2 separate regions of the Capra hircus genome follow, and region 2 is linked to region 1. A link is a contact called in public Hi-C data. All regions are on one chromosome and are shown on one strand. Each heading gives the region's core, a stretch centred on a gene start, on an enhancer-like site or on the middle of the called end of the contact. The rest is flanking DNA. Distances are from core to core; before and after follow the strand shown.

Evidence for each region. A called contact is a pair of places that touch in the nucleus more often than the background predicts.
Region 2: a contact with region 1 is called in a Hi-C map of blood, with 4 times the contacts expected there. The contact joins the promoter of ZBTB38 here to the enhancer-like site in region 1. A contact is called at or near these places in 2 of 5 Hi-C or Micro-C datasets (blood and liver).

The regions. Positions count from the first base shown.
Region 1 is chr1:127,040,718-127,048,661 of ARS1.2, reverse strand. No RefSeq gene overlaps it. Among named protein-coding and RNA genes, the nearest start is that of RASA2, 50 kb to the right of the region's middle. Within about 2 kb of position 3,676, at least 1 of the 5 cell types and tissues checked has an H3K27ac peak or open chromatin away from gene starts, as enhancers often do.
Region 2 is chr1:127,186,332-127,194,275 of ARS1.2, reverse strand. ZBTB38 (zinc finger and BTB domain-containing protein 38) reads left to right here and starts at 4,117. Exons shown (of 6, transcript XM_018049743.1): 1 at 4,117-4,347.

The DNA.
Region 1 (7,944 bases), core at 2,427-4,926:
CAGGGGATTTTCCCGACCCGGGGATGGAACTTGGGTCTCCTGCATTACATGCAAATTGTTTACCATCTGAACCACCAGGGAAGCCCTAAATTAAGGAAGCCATGGGAACCGCTAGCTGAAGATGATAAAATAAGTTAATTTTTAAAAAGAACAGAAGTGAAGTGAAGTGTAGTCGCTCAGTCGTGTCCGACTCTTTGCGATCCCATGGACTGTAGTCTACCAGGCTCCTCTGTCCATGGGATTTTCCAGGCAAGAGTACTGGAGTGGGTTGCCATTTCCTTCTCCAGGGGATCTTCCTGACCCAGGGATCACACCCAGGTCTCCTGCATTGCAGGCAGATGCTTTACCTTCTGAGCCACCAGGGTTTGTAGCAAATAGCCATGTTTAATAAATATTTGTTGAACAACAGCAAAAAATCTATGTTCTTCAAAACTCTTTCACAACCATGTTCATATCTGTCCTCATATCAGTCCTACTGTGGTAGCTGTGATCACTGTCTTCATTTAAAAGCTGTGGCCATGGAGGCATAGGGAAAGCCAGCGATTTGTTCAGGCTCAGGATGACAGGACAAACACTGAGGTTTTAAGATACTGTTTACACCATCAACAGACTTTACACTGACTAAGGTATTTTTTGGAAGACCAAGGACTGGAATGGTAACTATTGTGCTTTCCTCAAAAAGGGTGTTTATTAGCATGAGACTATAATACATTTCTTCAGGGTCCTATGTCATTCACTTTTTCATTCAGTATGTTCTTATATGGCAATTAGTGTTGCCAGGCACTATTCTGAGCCTCTAACATATTAACTCATCTAATCCTAATATCCCGGAGAAGGCGATGGCACCCCACTCCAGTACTCTTGCCTGGAAAATCCCATGGACAGAGGAGCCTGGTAGGCTGCTGTCCATGGGGTCGTGAAGAGTCGGACACAAGTGAGCAACTTCCCTTTCACTTTTCATTTTCATGCATTGGAGAAGGAAATGGCAACCCACTTCAGTGTTCTTGCCTGGAGAATCCCAGGGACGGGGGAGCCTGGTGGGCTGCTGTCTATGGGGTCACACAGAGTCAGACACGACTGAAGCGACTTAGCAGCAGCAGCAATCCTAATATCCATCCTGTGAGGTAGACACAAATTGTCATTATCTCCATTAATGTTTAGTGTAGTCAAGTTTCGCTGCACAGTGCCACCAAACTTAGTGGCTTAAAACAACCATTCACTATAGCCAATGGAAACAACCCAAATGCCCATCAACAGATGAACAAATTAAGAACATGTGGTACATATACAATGGTGTATTACTCAGCCATAAAAAAGGATGAAATATGGCCATTTGCAGCACCATGGATGGACCTAGAGATTATCATCCTAAGTGAAGTAGGTCAGACAGAGAAAGACAAATATTATATGATATCACTCACATGTGGACTCTAAAAAATAGTAAACAAAACTATATACAAAATAGAAACAGATTCACACAGAAAACAAACCTGTGGTTCCCAAAGGGGAAAGAAAGGGATAGATTAGGAGTACAGGATTAATAGATACAAACTACTATACATAAGGGGTTTCCAAGGTGGCACTAGTGGTAAAGAACCTGCCTGCAGATGCAGGAGACACGAGACGCAGGTTTTATCTCTGCGTCAGGAAGATCTCCTCAAGGAGGGCATGGCAACCCGCTCCAGTATTCCTGCTGGAGAATGGCATGGAGAGAGGAGCCTGGAGGGCTACAGTCCATAAGGTCACAGAGTCAGACGAGACTTAGCACGCGCGCACACACACTATATATAAAATAGATAAGCAACAAGGATTTATTATATAACACAGGGAATAATATTCAGTATCTTGCAATAACCTATAGTGGAAAGTAATCTGAAGAAATATAACTGAATCACTTTGCTATATACCTGAAACTAACACAATATTGTAAATCAACTCTACTTCATTTTAAAAAATAACCGCTTATTAATATTTAACATGTTCTGTAGTTTGACTGGGGTCAGCTGAACAGGCCTCCCATGCAGTTGTAATCAGATGGTGGTAGGGTGGAGTCAGCTAAGGGCTTGACTTCACTGGGCATCAAAGGAGTCACAGCCCAGCCCAGATCAAAGAGGGTGGAGGACTGGACTCCACGTCTCGATAGGGGAGTGGCAGTCACATACAGGGAGGGAAGGAATTGATGGCAGGTGTCTTTAGAGACAAGCTACTGTAAGGGATCATTCCCAGTGAGAAAACCAAGGCACAGAGAAGTTAGATCACTTACTCAAGGTCGTACCGCTTACCAACTGTGGAGAGACAGAGTTAATCCTAGGCAGCTGAATTCCAGAGCCCGCTAGAAGAGGCAAAAAGGGCCCAAGAGCGCAGCACAACCTCTCTCAAAAAAAGCTGTGGTGGTCAAGAGCACAGAGTTATCCATGGTAGAACCAGAGAGTTCCTGGGGTTCTCTCTCAGGAATTTGGGAGAGAAGAAATTCTAAAGATACTATGAATGGAAAGAAATGAGGAGAGTAAAAATTGGGTCAAATTTCAAGGCTCTCTTTATGTTGGGGGTGAAAATACGGTCTTGTGTGGCCCAAGGCAAATGGAAGATTTCGTACTTCTGCTTGTCTCCCTCCAATCAGAAAATGGAAATGTGTGTGTGTGTGTGTGCGTGTGTGTGTGTGTATGTGTGTGTGTGTGGTGTTTTTTCTTATAAGTAGTTGAAATCTAAAAATGTTAGATATCAATCCAAAAGAATCAGACACAAAGGGAGCCTACAGCTGGGACCAGAGAGTTAGAATCGAGATGTAGAACGGCCAATGCAGGAGGCACGAGAGACCCAGGTTCAATCCTGGGTCGGGAAGATCCCCTGGAGGAGGGAATGGCACCCCACTCCAGTATTCTTGCCTGGGAAGTCCCATGGACAGAGGAGCCTGGTGGGCTACAGTCCACGGGGTCACAAAGAGTCAGACACAACTGAACATATACACAGAGTAGAGCAGCCTCAGGAAGGTTTCCCAAGCTCCTTCAGCGCCCCCTGCTGTACAATGTCATAGCCCTGAAAATCTGCATCGTCACTTTCTTTAGGTAGGTCCTGGCCCCTCTATGGAAGGACAAGGAAGTGACATCTCTACTTCAAAAAGCTTACTCATTTCACTGGAGCGATGGGATGTTGCCAGAGAGAAGCTGATTCATTCCCAAGTAGTCCGTCTCCCCAACTCTGACAACCTGAGAGAATGTATTGTTTAGGTCCATCCTATTAATTTTTAGCCTCTCAGTTTTACTCAGATGGAGAAGGAAATGGCAACTCACTCCAATATTCTTGCCTGGAGAATCCCATGGACGGAGAAGCCTGGCAGAAGCCTGGCAGGCTACAGTCCATGGGGTCACAAAGAGTCAGACACAACTGAAGCAACTTCACTTTCAGTTTTACTTGGTCATAAGGCTAAGTCTGAGACTTCCCTGGCCATCCAGTGGTTAAACCTCCATGATTTCAATGCAGGGTTCAATCCCTGGTTGGGGAACTAAGATCCCACATGCTGCACAGCACAGCCAAAAATTAAAAAAATTAAAAAAAAGGCCAGGTTGTACACATTGACTGGGACACGCCCAGTTCCTGTATACATGTGGTGAGTGGGAAAAGCAGTGGGCCATTTCTCAGGCGTTTTCTGATATTTTTTCCTCCCAAAGACCAAGGGTGAGTGTTCCGGGTCACAGTTTCTGTCGTCTCTCATCACAGTGGGAACCAGCACAGCTCCTTCTCTGCTGTTGCTCAGGCTGATATGATAACATTCCAGCCACTGGAAAGTGCTCACCACCCACTCAGCATTGTTCTTTTACCAGGCAAGAGGCCCCCTCCCCTTGGGGCAAAGAGTCTGAAGGGCCAGCAGAGATGGGCCAGCCCAGAGTCTGAGCCATCTCCCACACCACACTCTGAACACGCAGGACCTAAGGTTCCCTGTCCCCTTCCAGGACCTGCTCAGGCCTGTTTTCTGCCAGTATCAGTCCCCCAGACCCCAGGGACCAGTAAGGGGCAGCTGTTTGCAGGGCATGTGGACAGAGTTGGGATGTAGTTTCAGGGTCCACGTGAGGTCCCCATCCTTGTGGTAAGGAGCAGAACTGAGGGTAGGAAGCAATGGGAGGAAGACCAGGGCCCAGTCCTTCTTGTGCTGTCTTGTTCCAGCCTGAAGCAATAAAGAAACAGGAACTGCAAATTCGAACCGGACCTTTCAGGTTGTTAGCAGAGTGTGTTTGCCAAGGGAAGAGAATAGAGCATATTTAATTAAGTGCTTGTTAGGCTGATTTATAACTTTTAAGTATTCTGATATATAGACCTCCATCTATGTTCTTACCCTCAACCTTGCAACTGTTTGGGGTGGGGGAGGTGTAGCTGTCACTTTCCTTAAAATGTCTGCCTTTCCATCACAATGTCTGTGTACAAGCTCTGGGATGTATTGAAATGTCCATACCCACCTTTACCCCACCCTTATCCACAGGCATAATCATTTCTCAATATATCTAGGTCAAGGGCCCCTTTACTGCAGCAATGTGGATGGACCTAGAGGTTGTCATACTGAGTGAAGTAAGTCAGACACAGAAAGAGAAATATCATATAGTATCACTTATATGTATATATATTTAAATATATTCATGTATTTAAAATATTTAAATATATTATATATTTAAATATATCTTACATACTTAAATATAAAATATACAAATGAACTTATTAACAGAACAGAAACAGAGTTGTGGATGTTAGAAACAAACGTATGGTTACCAGGGGATAAGGCGAAGGAGGGATACATTGGGAGATTGGGACTGACATATACACATTACTTTGTATAAAATAGATAACTAATAAGAACCTGCTGTATAGCACCGGGAGCTCACTCAGTACTCTGTAATGGCCTACATAAGGAAAGAATCTAAAATCGAGTGGCTATATGTACACATATAAACTAATTTACTTTGCTGTATGTCTGAAGCTAACACATTATAAATCAGCCATACTCCAATAAAATTTTTAAATAATAATAAATAACTAAAAGCCCCTTTAAAAGGGTCTTGTTTATAGCACTGGAGGAGACAACCCCTCACACCTCTGTTGGCCCATTTATATTCCAACCCTGCTATCAGACAACCAGCCCCTCCAAGCTGAGCCCAGAACTGGCTTATTTAGCTCCATGTAGACAGCATCAGCGGAGAAGGCAATGGTACCCCACTCCAGTACTCTTGCTTGGAAAATCCCATGGATGGAGGAGCCTGGTAGGCTCCAGTCCATGGGGTCACTAAGAGTCGGGCACGAGTGAGCGACTTCAGTTTCACTTTTCACTTTCATGCAGTGGAGAAGGAAATGGCAACCCACTCCAGTATTCTTGCCTGGAGAATCCCAGGGACAGAGGAGCCTAGTGGGCTGCCGTCTATGGGGTCGCACAGAGTCGGACACGACTGAAGCAACTTAGCAGCAGCAGACAGCATCAGAACAGCGCTCTCAAACACGCGTCACCTATTAAGAGCTCCATTCTAGGATGACCAGCCATCCCTGGTACATCCAGGAAGGATGGTTTTCTCAAGATGCAGGTCTTGCAGTGCTAAACCAAGATAGGCTTGAGAAGACCAGGATGATGGATCACCTTCATGGGGGAGAAGTCCAGAAAGAAACAGGACGTCAGCAGCCAGGACACATGAACAACGAAGTGGCCAATGTCCATGTGAAACAACTAACAGGACTGTTGACTTTCCACCACCCACCCCTGAGCCATGAGGAAATTTCCAGAGCACACAGACATCTAGCCAGGCTGCGCATGTCTGGGCTAGCAGAATGGAGGGGCAACTATGGTTACAGATGCCCTCATCTTTATTCTTTGGAAGAACCTGGAGAGAAAATACTATTTTTCACCAGTTAATAATTATTCATTTAATTTTAAGAATTAAAGGATTTTTAATAGTGGCAACTCCTACTAAAATCCTTTAATTATTTCACAAAGACCCCCTTGAGTCTCTGGTTTCTCTGAAGGACCTTCTGGGGAAACCAGCTCATCATGCAGCTTCCAGATGCCCTCACAAGGCATTTCATAGAGTCCACTCTAAGGAGCCGTGATAGTCTGACTGAGTCTTCCCAGCCCTCTCCCCTCCCCCAACCCCCATCCCACATCTGTCCTTCAAGTGTGGTGGATGGGCTTTCCTGCTGAGTTCTTTTCTGTTTTTAGGGTTAAAGCATCTGAGTTTCCTTTAGAAACCACCCCTTAATCCCTCATTCCTCAATCCTGCCTTCAGACCATGGGAGTGGGATGGGGCCGGAGTAGGGGGCAGGGCCTGGATGGGTGGGAAACACAAGATTTGGTTTCTAGCACACTGTATTTCTGGACTTTCCAGGTGGTACTGGTGGTAAAGAACCTGCCTGCCAATGCAGGAGATGAAAGAGATGTGCACTCGATCACTGGGTCAGGAAGATCCCCTGGAGAAGGGCATGGCAACCCACTCCAGTATTCTTGCCTGGAGAAGCCCATGGAGAGAGGAGCCTGGCAAACTACAGTAGTCTATAGGGTCTCAAAGAGTTAGACATGACTGAGCAACTTGGCACACACACACACTATATTTCTACATCTTAACATAAGAACAAGAAAACTGAGTCAACTGCCATATCCAGTTGTCAGTTGGATCTTCTCAATTGCCATAGACAGAATACTTGGCTTTAAGCAAAACTGGATCCAAGGGCCCAAGCTAAATGATATTCTTTTGCTTCCACTCCTCTCTTTCCTCTGTCTCACCCTTTCCTCTCTGCTCTGCTTTCCCCTGGCTTTAGTCTCAGCGTGGTTCTCCGTGATTAATGGCAAAGATGTCCATGCTGAATGGAATAAGGTTTTCCTCCCCTCAAAAAAGTCTTCAAAAAGAGCAAAGGCACTGAGGGGAGAGGGAAGGGGCAGGGGTTGTTTTGAGTACCAGCAAGCTGATATCCATCGGAGCTCCAGGAACTGCCAGCAATCTGGGTTCTTATGTTCTGTGCGGATTCTCATCAATCAGAGAGGTGACAGCTTTGGACTTGGACATTTTGCATCTATTAAACGATGGAAACAATACCTTCTTTTCAGGTTCTTCTGAGGAATAGAGATGAAAGCATATGGCACAGTCACCAGCTCAGTCGTAGCTGAATGCTGTGTGTTTCATGGTCCTTTTCACTGACTCTTCTACAGTATGTCCTAGAAGGAGGTGCGCAGTCTCTGCTAGTAGAGATTGAGTGTCAGCCATGATGCTGGAAGTTCCTGCTTTGAAACCAAGAAAAGCTACCACAATGAACACTGATGCACCGCAACCAGAGAGTAGCCCCCACTTGCCACAATCAAAGAAAAGGCTGCACAGCAAGAAAAACCCAGGACAGCCATAAGTAAATAAATAAATAAAATTACTAAAAAAAAATTTAAAAAAAATAATATATCATGGAGAAACTTCCATGGTGGGACATACGGGTCTGTCTTATTCTTTTAAGGCCTGCATGGTACTCTTCCCCTGCGTGAATCTCTAACCAGTCTCCTGAGAGACATTAAGTTGTTTCCAATCTTTTCTTTACACAAGCATTTTAGGCAGATTTTTGTAACAAAGTTTGGAGACACACAGAAAAAGAGTTTTCTGCTTACCTCTCATTTACCTGGAAAATCCAACTAATAAGAGACCTCATTCCATCCTAAGTGTTCCTGGTAGTTTGAATCAACATAATTCAAATTCTGAGCTCTCAAGCAAAAGTTCTCAGAATTATTTCGCTCTGAATTGATTGCAAACTAAACAGAAGTGCACGTGTCTTACAGGTCTTTTGTTGTTTAAGCAAAATGGAATGTGGGAGGAAGATAAAGGTATAAGACAGAATTGAAGGGAGGATGGATGAAAACTGGAATCAGGAAGTAGAAGCCTTCTCTCTCTCTCTCTCCTTGTCACCCTATATCTTTGCCTGCTTCAAGTCACCTTTATT
Region 2 (7,944 bases), core at 2,868-5,367, 150 kb before region 1:
AAATGTTTGCTACAGTTCTACACACATATATGTGTATTTTAAATCTTTCCACAATAAAATATATTGCCATGTGACTAAAAAAGAAATGAGCAGAGGCAATGAATATGAAAGGGAAATAGACATATAAAAACAAATAAACGCAGTCACATTTTGAGGTATTGAGACGTGTTGGTAGAAGAAGCAGACCCATTTGCTGAAACCCAATTTACTGATCCATGCACCGTATTTGCTTGCTGCTTTTGCTGTTTATAAAGTTTACAACAATTCTTACTGGATGGAATTTTTAAAACAACCTTTGACCATTTCTGCAAAATCTTAGTTGTTCAGAATTCCATTATAACTACATGACAGCATTTTAAGGGCTGCAAAATCTTAGTTGTTCAGAATTCCATTATAACTGCATGACAGCATTTTAAGGGCTATTCAGTCTATTGCAGCCCAGTTAGTTAGAAGAGAAGGAATATCTACAAGAAAATATTCATGAGAATATATAAAAGATAAAAGAACACAAATATATAACTCTATAAGAAAAAGGCCACCAAATTGAAACATGGACAAAGAATATGAACAGACAATTCACAGGTTCAGAAATACAGTTGGGGGCTTCCCTGTTGGCTCAGTGGTAAAGAATCTGCCTGCCAGTTCAAGAGACAGGTTCAATCCCTGGTCCAGGAAATATCCCACATGCTTTGGAGCAACTAAGCACGTGTGCCACAACTACTGAGTTTGTGCTCCAGAGACCGGGAACCACAGCTACTGAGCCCACACACCCTAGAGTCTGTGCTCAGCAACAAGAGAAGTCACAGCAATAAGAAGCCTGTGCGCCGCAACTAGAGAAAGCCCTTGTGCAGCAACAAAGACCCAGTGCAGCCAAAAAAAAAAAAAGAAATCACCATTAAAAAGTCTATGTTGACTTAGAAAACAATCTTATGATTGCCAAGAGGAAGGGATAGTCAGGGAGTTTGGGAAGGTCATGTACACACTGCTTTAGTCAAAATGGATAACCAACAAGGACCTAGTGTAGAGCACATGGAACTCTGCTCAATGTTGTGTGCCAGCCTTGTTGGGAGTTGGAGTCCAGAGGAGAAGAGATATATGTATGTGTATGACTAGGTCCCTTTGCTGTTCACCTGAAACTACCACAACATTGTTAACTGGCTATACCCCAGTACAAAATAAAAAGTTTAAAGTTTGGGTTGCGGGGAGTCTGTATTCCTTTGGGGTAGTAGGGGGAGCTAGGACAGAGTGGGTGGGGCTAGGGGATGATATGGTGGGAATGGATTAAGGACTGGAGTGGAAGGGGCAGGATCTGTGGGACCGAGGGTGATTTGGCCAGACTGGGATTGATGAGTGACGGGGAAAGGGCAGAGGGTTTGGAGAAACCAAAAGGTACTTGAAAGGACTGAGGGAAGTGAGAACAAACGGCAGTGGAAGAACCGAGGCTGATTAGAAACAACTGAAGAAACTTGATAAGAGGGAGGGGAAGGGGGTGGACTGTCAGCAGCTAGGAAGGTAAAATGGAAACAACTGGCTTTCAGTAAGCTGACCTAGAGCCACTGGCAAGCAGGACCTGTTAACACTAAGCAAGGTCCCTGCAGAAGAAGAAGGTTTGAAGCAAACAGGAAACACTAATTTTCAGAATGCGACTAACTGTGCCTTGCAGAGGCACTTCCTCTTGTCTTGGCTCTGTTATTACATTGTATTTTGCCTCTAAAGCAATTGAGATCTTTGAAGACTCCTTTGATGGTCAAAGGTTTGACTCTTCCCCATGTGATCCTAAGGTAAAAAATAGGGTACAGCTGCCTTTAGTAGAAACTTCCTCTGTTTCTTAGAATTTGGGAAGCTGCTTCAGATCCTAGGAGGGCATGAATCACGTCTCTCTGAAACAAGGTGTAGGTATGCATAAGAGCATGCAGACCTTAAGACTCTTTCTCTTCTCTCTTGGTTTGAGGCAGGCTTGGTTTTAGGAAGTAGAAGGCCCTGTGGTCACTGGATTTCTCTGTGGTTCATGCCATTTTCCACACAGTGAATCGCAGGGCAACCAGAAAGGAAAATCTTCCAGCAGTGGAGTGGTGGTATTATGGGCTGAATCATAAACCCCTGATTTCATATGTTAAAGCCCTAACATCTGTTGCTTCATAATGTGACTGTATATTGGAAATGGGACCTTTAAAAAGGTTATTAAGTTAAATGAGGCCATTAGAGTGGGTCCTAATCCAATCTGACTGGTTTTATAAGAAGAGTAAATTTGGGGACACGAGACACACCAGGATTGTGCACACACAGAGGAAAGGGCATAGCAAGAAGGGGGTCATCTGGAGGCCTGAGTAGAGAGTCTTGAGCCTTAAGGTGTGGATGGTGAACATGGCCTCACTAGGCTGAGTGAATGAAAGAAGGAGGAGACGACCTCAGACTAGGGAAAGGATGAGGGAGTCGGTGACAGCTTGTTCCACTGGAAGGTTCTAGGGGCCTTGGTATTTTGCAGAAACTAGCCACACTCAGCAGATTTCAGGTTCTTGTTTATTTATTTTTTATTGAAGTAAAGTTGAATTACAGTGTTGTTTTAATTACTGCTGTACCAGCAAAGTGACTCAGTTATACAAACCTATACATTCTTTTTCATTTTCTTTTCCATTATGGTTTATCACAGGATATTGAGGATAGTTCCCTCTGCTATACAGTAGGACCTTGTTGTTTATCCACTCTATATATGCCAGTTTGCATCTGCTAATCCCAGACTTTCCTGCTGTCTCCCATTCCCCTCCTCCTTGGCAACCATCAGTCTATTCTCTCTGTCCCTTTTTTTTTTTTTCCTGTTTCATAGATAGGTTCATTTGTCTTATTTTAGATTCCGCATGTAAGTGATATCATATGTATAAGTATTTATCTTTCTCCTTCTGACTTCACTTAGTATGATAATCTCTCGTTGCATCCATGTTGCAGCAAATGGCATTCTTTTGCTCTTTTTATGGCTGAGTAGTATTCCACTGTATATATGTACCTCATCTTCTTTATCCTCTCATCTGTCAATGGATATTTAGATGGTTTCCATGTTTTGGCTAGTGTAAACAGCACTGCTATAAACATAGGGGTGCATGTATCTTTTTGAACCATGTTTTTCTCTGGACATATGCCCAAGAGAGGGATTGCTGGACCATCTGGTAATTCTATTTTTAATTTTCTGAGGAACCTCCGTACTGTTTCCACAGTGGCTGTATCAACTTACATTCCCACCAACAGTGCAGGAGGGTTCCCTTTTCTCCACACCGTCTCCAGCATTTATTATTTGTAGGCTTTTTAATGATGGCCATTCTGACCGTCATGAGATGGTACCTCATTGTAGTTTTGATTTGCATTTCTCTAATAATTAGTGATGTTGAGCATCTTTTCCTGTGCCTATTGGCCATCTGTATTTCTCCTTTGGACAAAAGTCTCTAGGTCTTCTGCTCACTTTTTTGATTGGGTTGTTTGGGGTTTTTTTGTTTTTGTTGTTTGTTTTTGTTGTTGTTGTTGTTGTTGAGTTATATGAGCTGTTTGTGTATTTTGGAAATTAAGCCTTTGTCAGTCACATCGTTTGCAAGTATTTTCTCCCTATTCTCGAGTTTCAACATTGCCTTTTTCTTTGTATAATCCCTACCTACATTCCAGCCAGTTGCTCATGGTGCCTCCAGCAGGCTCCTGATCGTCAGGGTTGTGCTCACTGCGTGTCCTCAGCAGCAGCATCCAGAACAGTGGAACTCTGCAAGTATCTGCTGAATGGATCAACAGGTTTACGTAGAGGTAGATGAGTGCATGTGCGAATCTGTATGAGTCAAGGATGCATCGCCTTCTACCACCCACAGCCATTTGTGATTCTCTCTGGGGTGAGCCCATTTCTCCTTCCACCTGTCCCTTGATGGCTCTAAAAGCCCTTAGTCATTTGGCTCCAGTGTCCTAGTTTTGGAGACCAGCTACTTATTAACTAAACCGTTGCACCACTCATTCTTATAGCCTTAAATTAGTTTGGGTTAATTCTTAACTGTTTCCTTTCTGTTCATGTGTCATTTAATGGTTTGCCTTTATCTGATTTTCCCCAATTTCCTGTGCATTTGTGGTTTTCTACAGGAGCTCTGTACCAGAGGCCTCATGCGGCCACACCAAACAAGTGTGGGCACCTAGGGTTTCTAGGAGGGCTCTCCGGCTGCTCTGGGTCTCATCTAACTGGTGTCCAACCAAACATTCCCAGCCAAGGTTATTCATGCTAGAGGAGGAAGAATGCCTGCCCCAGGGCCAGCTCTTGGGGAGAAGAAGAATTGTTGATATAGGCCAAGCCCCCAGAGAAGAAAGAGTTCACTGCAGCTGCTAAAGGTTGGTGATATACTTTTTCTCCAACTCAGTGAAAGTTGTCCATATTTGCTTTATTTCCCATGAATTTCATTAGTGTGTTTTGTCCAAATGACCTTTGGAATAAACAGGAAGAAAAAATTTTAAATCAATAGAATAAGCTGGACTTAGAGTGGACTGAGAGTTTTATCCATCATTGATTCTCCACAGCTAGTATGTGCTGGACAGGCAAATGCCTAATAAATATTTGATGACGGAAGGAGAGGAAGACAGAAGGAAAGGGTGGGGGCGGGAAGGAAAGGACTGGAGATTGCCATGGATGGAAAGAACGCTCATTTATTGCTCAAAAATAGTACGATGATATCATAGTTATGTTTTCAAAGCTAATTAGTGGCATTATCACTGACACCTAGAATCAATTAAACAAATTAAGTCACTTTGCAAATTAAAGGATGTATTTATAAAGATAAAATAATAGTAGACAACCAGAATAACAAGAATAATCAAAAAGTGTTTCTTGGAACTTAAGCATAAAGATAAACAGCAGTGCTCATATTTTAAGAGAAATTCAAAACTCTGTAATGTAACTGCCATTTGTTCTATCTATACCCAATTCTCCAAAGCAAATTTAAACAACCAACTACTTTGCTGCTGCTGCTAAGTCACTTTTGTTGTGTCCGACTCTGTGCAACCCCCTAGACAGCAGCCCACCAGGCTCTGCTGTCCCTGGGATTCTCCAGGCGAGAGCACTGGAGTGGGTTGCCATTTCCTTCTCCAATACATGAAAGTGAAAAGTGAAAGTGAAGTCGCTCAGTCGTGTCCGACTCTTAGCGACCCTGCGAACTACAGTCTACCAGGCTCCTCTGTCCATGGGATTTTCCAGGCAAGAGTACTGGAGTGGGGTGCCATTGCCTTCTGCCACCAGCTACTTTAGTTATGGATAAATGCAAGATGATCATGGAAGTGATCAAATTGACTGCAGCTGGCCGGTTTGGTATTTAGAAAAGGCCAACTAATCTGAAATTGTGGATTAAATAAATTTACAAATATGTAGACTTCCTACTGTGGAGAGGGGTTAACAACTCAAAAATATTTTATTACATGTCAATGAAAAACATCTCAGGACAGAAAAAGATTAAGGAAATTAACATTTTTAAAGTATCGATCTTTTATTTATTTGACACCATACAAGCTACACAGTTCAAGTCCAGCAAAATAATTCTATATGACACATATGTGGCAAAAGAACACACCAGCGTGATGGATGTAGAAGGGAAATAATTAAGACATATCATTTTTATAAAGTCAAGATCTCAAAACTAAGGTGTTGTTTCTTCAGCAATTCAGATAGTGACATATATTAAGGTTTTTGGTGTTAGAAAAGCTCACTATAATTTTATATCATTTTAATTTGGGGAGAATAAAATATAACTTTTAGATATATAATAAAAATAAATATAATGAAAAATAAAAATATATAATGAAAAAATAAAAAATATAATGTTTTAGAAAAATCTAAAAACATTTCCAAAGCAAAATTCCAAGACACCTCTGTTTTAACACCAGTCTTGCAAAGATTGTATTAATGAGGCATGTAATTTGTTTTGAAGGATTTGCCAGCATGATTTAGACTCTCGTGATCAGCACAACTATGTTATTAAAGAAAACTGTTGGTAACATAGGTAGAAGATGACTGGCTACTGCAAAAAAATAAAACTGTACTTTCTCAGTTGCTATGGGGTGTTCCCAAAGTTACGATTCAGGCTTTCTGTGTACAATAAATTTCACATGTGAAACTGATTACTGCGAGAGTTCAGTGGGTCCCAAACTTCAACCAGGGATGATTTTTGTCCTGTGTTTTGCCACTTGTACCTCCATTTAACATGTTTTTTCCCTTTAAATCAAAATTTTTTTTTCTTTTTTCTTATTTGTTGTTGGAGGATAATTGCTTTACAGTGTCAAACTTTTTTTTTTTAACTTAAATATATTTTAAAAAGAAACTTGATGGATATTACCACCTAACATCATCTCTGATGGGTATTCTTTGGAAAGCACTTCAATAATAATAATGATGATGATGTTGATGATAATTTAAGCCTATTTCAAAACTAATTCTATGAGACAGAGACATCTTGGTAGAGAAGAAATTAGAATCCTTAGGGCTCATGGGAAAGAGTTTGGGTAAATCATATGCTCAGATTACAGTTTGCCTTCTGTGGCTTTATTTAAGAAGCAAGTTAATGTTTACATGACAGTGAACTTCAAAGTCCAGGCACTAAGGAGGAAAATAGAGTGAAAGAGAAAAACAATTGGCTTGTCACTTCTCCTTACCCTGTGGGGAGGCCACAGGGGTCAGCAGCGCACAGACACTGGAGGGAACCCAAGTGGGGGGGGGGGAGGGGCGGGGTCCTATCTTACCAGAGCACAGTAATTCTTTATTAAATCATTGATATAAAAATGTATTATCCTAAGATACAAGCACTATGTTTCCTGACTCACATGGCTTTTACTCTCGTTGGAGTTTCACCAAGTAAATAATTCTTTCTACAGTCTTGGTGGAAAATTCTTCACCTTACCTCCTCTGTATGATGCCGTCTCTGACCATGTAGTGTGTCTTTACTGTGATACTCTTGGTTTATAGAAGTGAGTGCTGTTATTATAACAAAGTGGGACATTACATAATACAGTGAAACAGCATTCTTCTTTTCAAGCACTTCCTTTCTGACTCTGCCTCTTGTGGGGAATTTTCACTTCTTCCTGACTTTTAAGTTAGGCCAGCATCTTACATGACACCAGCAGGGTAGACAAGGTTGCCAGACGGGCCCCTGGACAAGACATCTTCCAGGCTTGCTTCAAAGCGAAACTCCAGGCCTGGAGGCCCAGCAGTAAACCAGTGCCTGCCTGGAGGGAAGTCACTACTTGTATTTTAAACATGGCAGATAGTATTTTGAGGTGCACACAGATAACATTTAGAAATGTTAAGTCCCGGAAAAGGTCCCTTTAAAGTCATAATGCTGAAAGCTCAGTTTCTCTGTACGCTGGTGCTGAACTGAATTTTGGAGACAGAGTTTTGGGTGAAGCAGAAAAGGATAACTTTATTACTTCATCAGGTGAAGGGAGCCACAGTGGGCTAATGCCCTCAAAACCGTGTGTCCCCACTTGGGGAAGATAGTGAGAAGTTATATAGCCATTGTCCAAAGAAGGCATGATCAGCTCATGGACATTCTTCTGATGGGCTGGTGGTAAGGTAAGTAGGAGTAAGCATCATCAACCTTCTCTTTTCATCTGGTTTGGGATCTGCATGCTTATGGGCAGCCTACCAGTTAATCGTTGTTAACTTCTCTCACCTCAGGGCAGTGGGGGGGCGGCGGGGGGCAGGGAAGCGGTTTCAGTATCCACAAAATAGCTCAAAGATAACTCTTGTGTGTTTCCATTGATGGGGAAACAGGACCTTGCCCCAAAGCTGCTCCTGACTGTTTCTCCTTGGTCTCACATCGCCTCCAGTCTCTAATTCACAACTGCTTGAATCTGCCCATTGGAACCCAGGAAAGGTCCTGCAGGCTGAATGAAGGCTGTTCCCTATAATCAAAGAAATGGGGGCACAGAAAGTCTCTGTGCCCA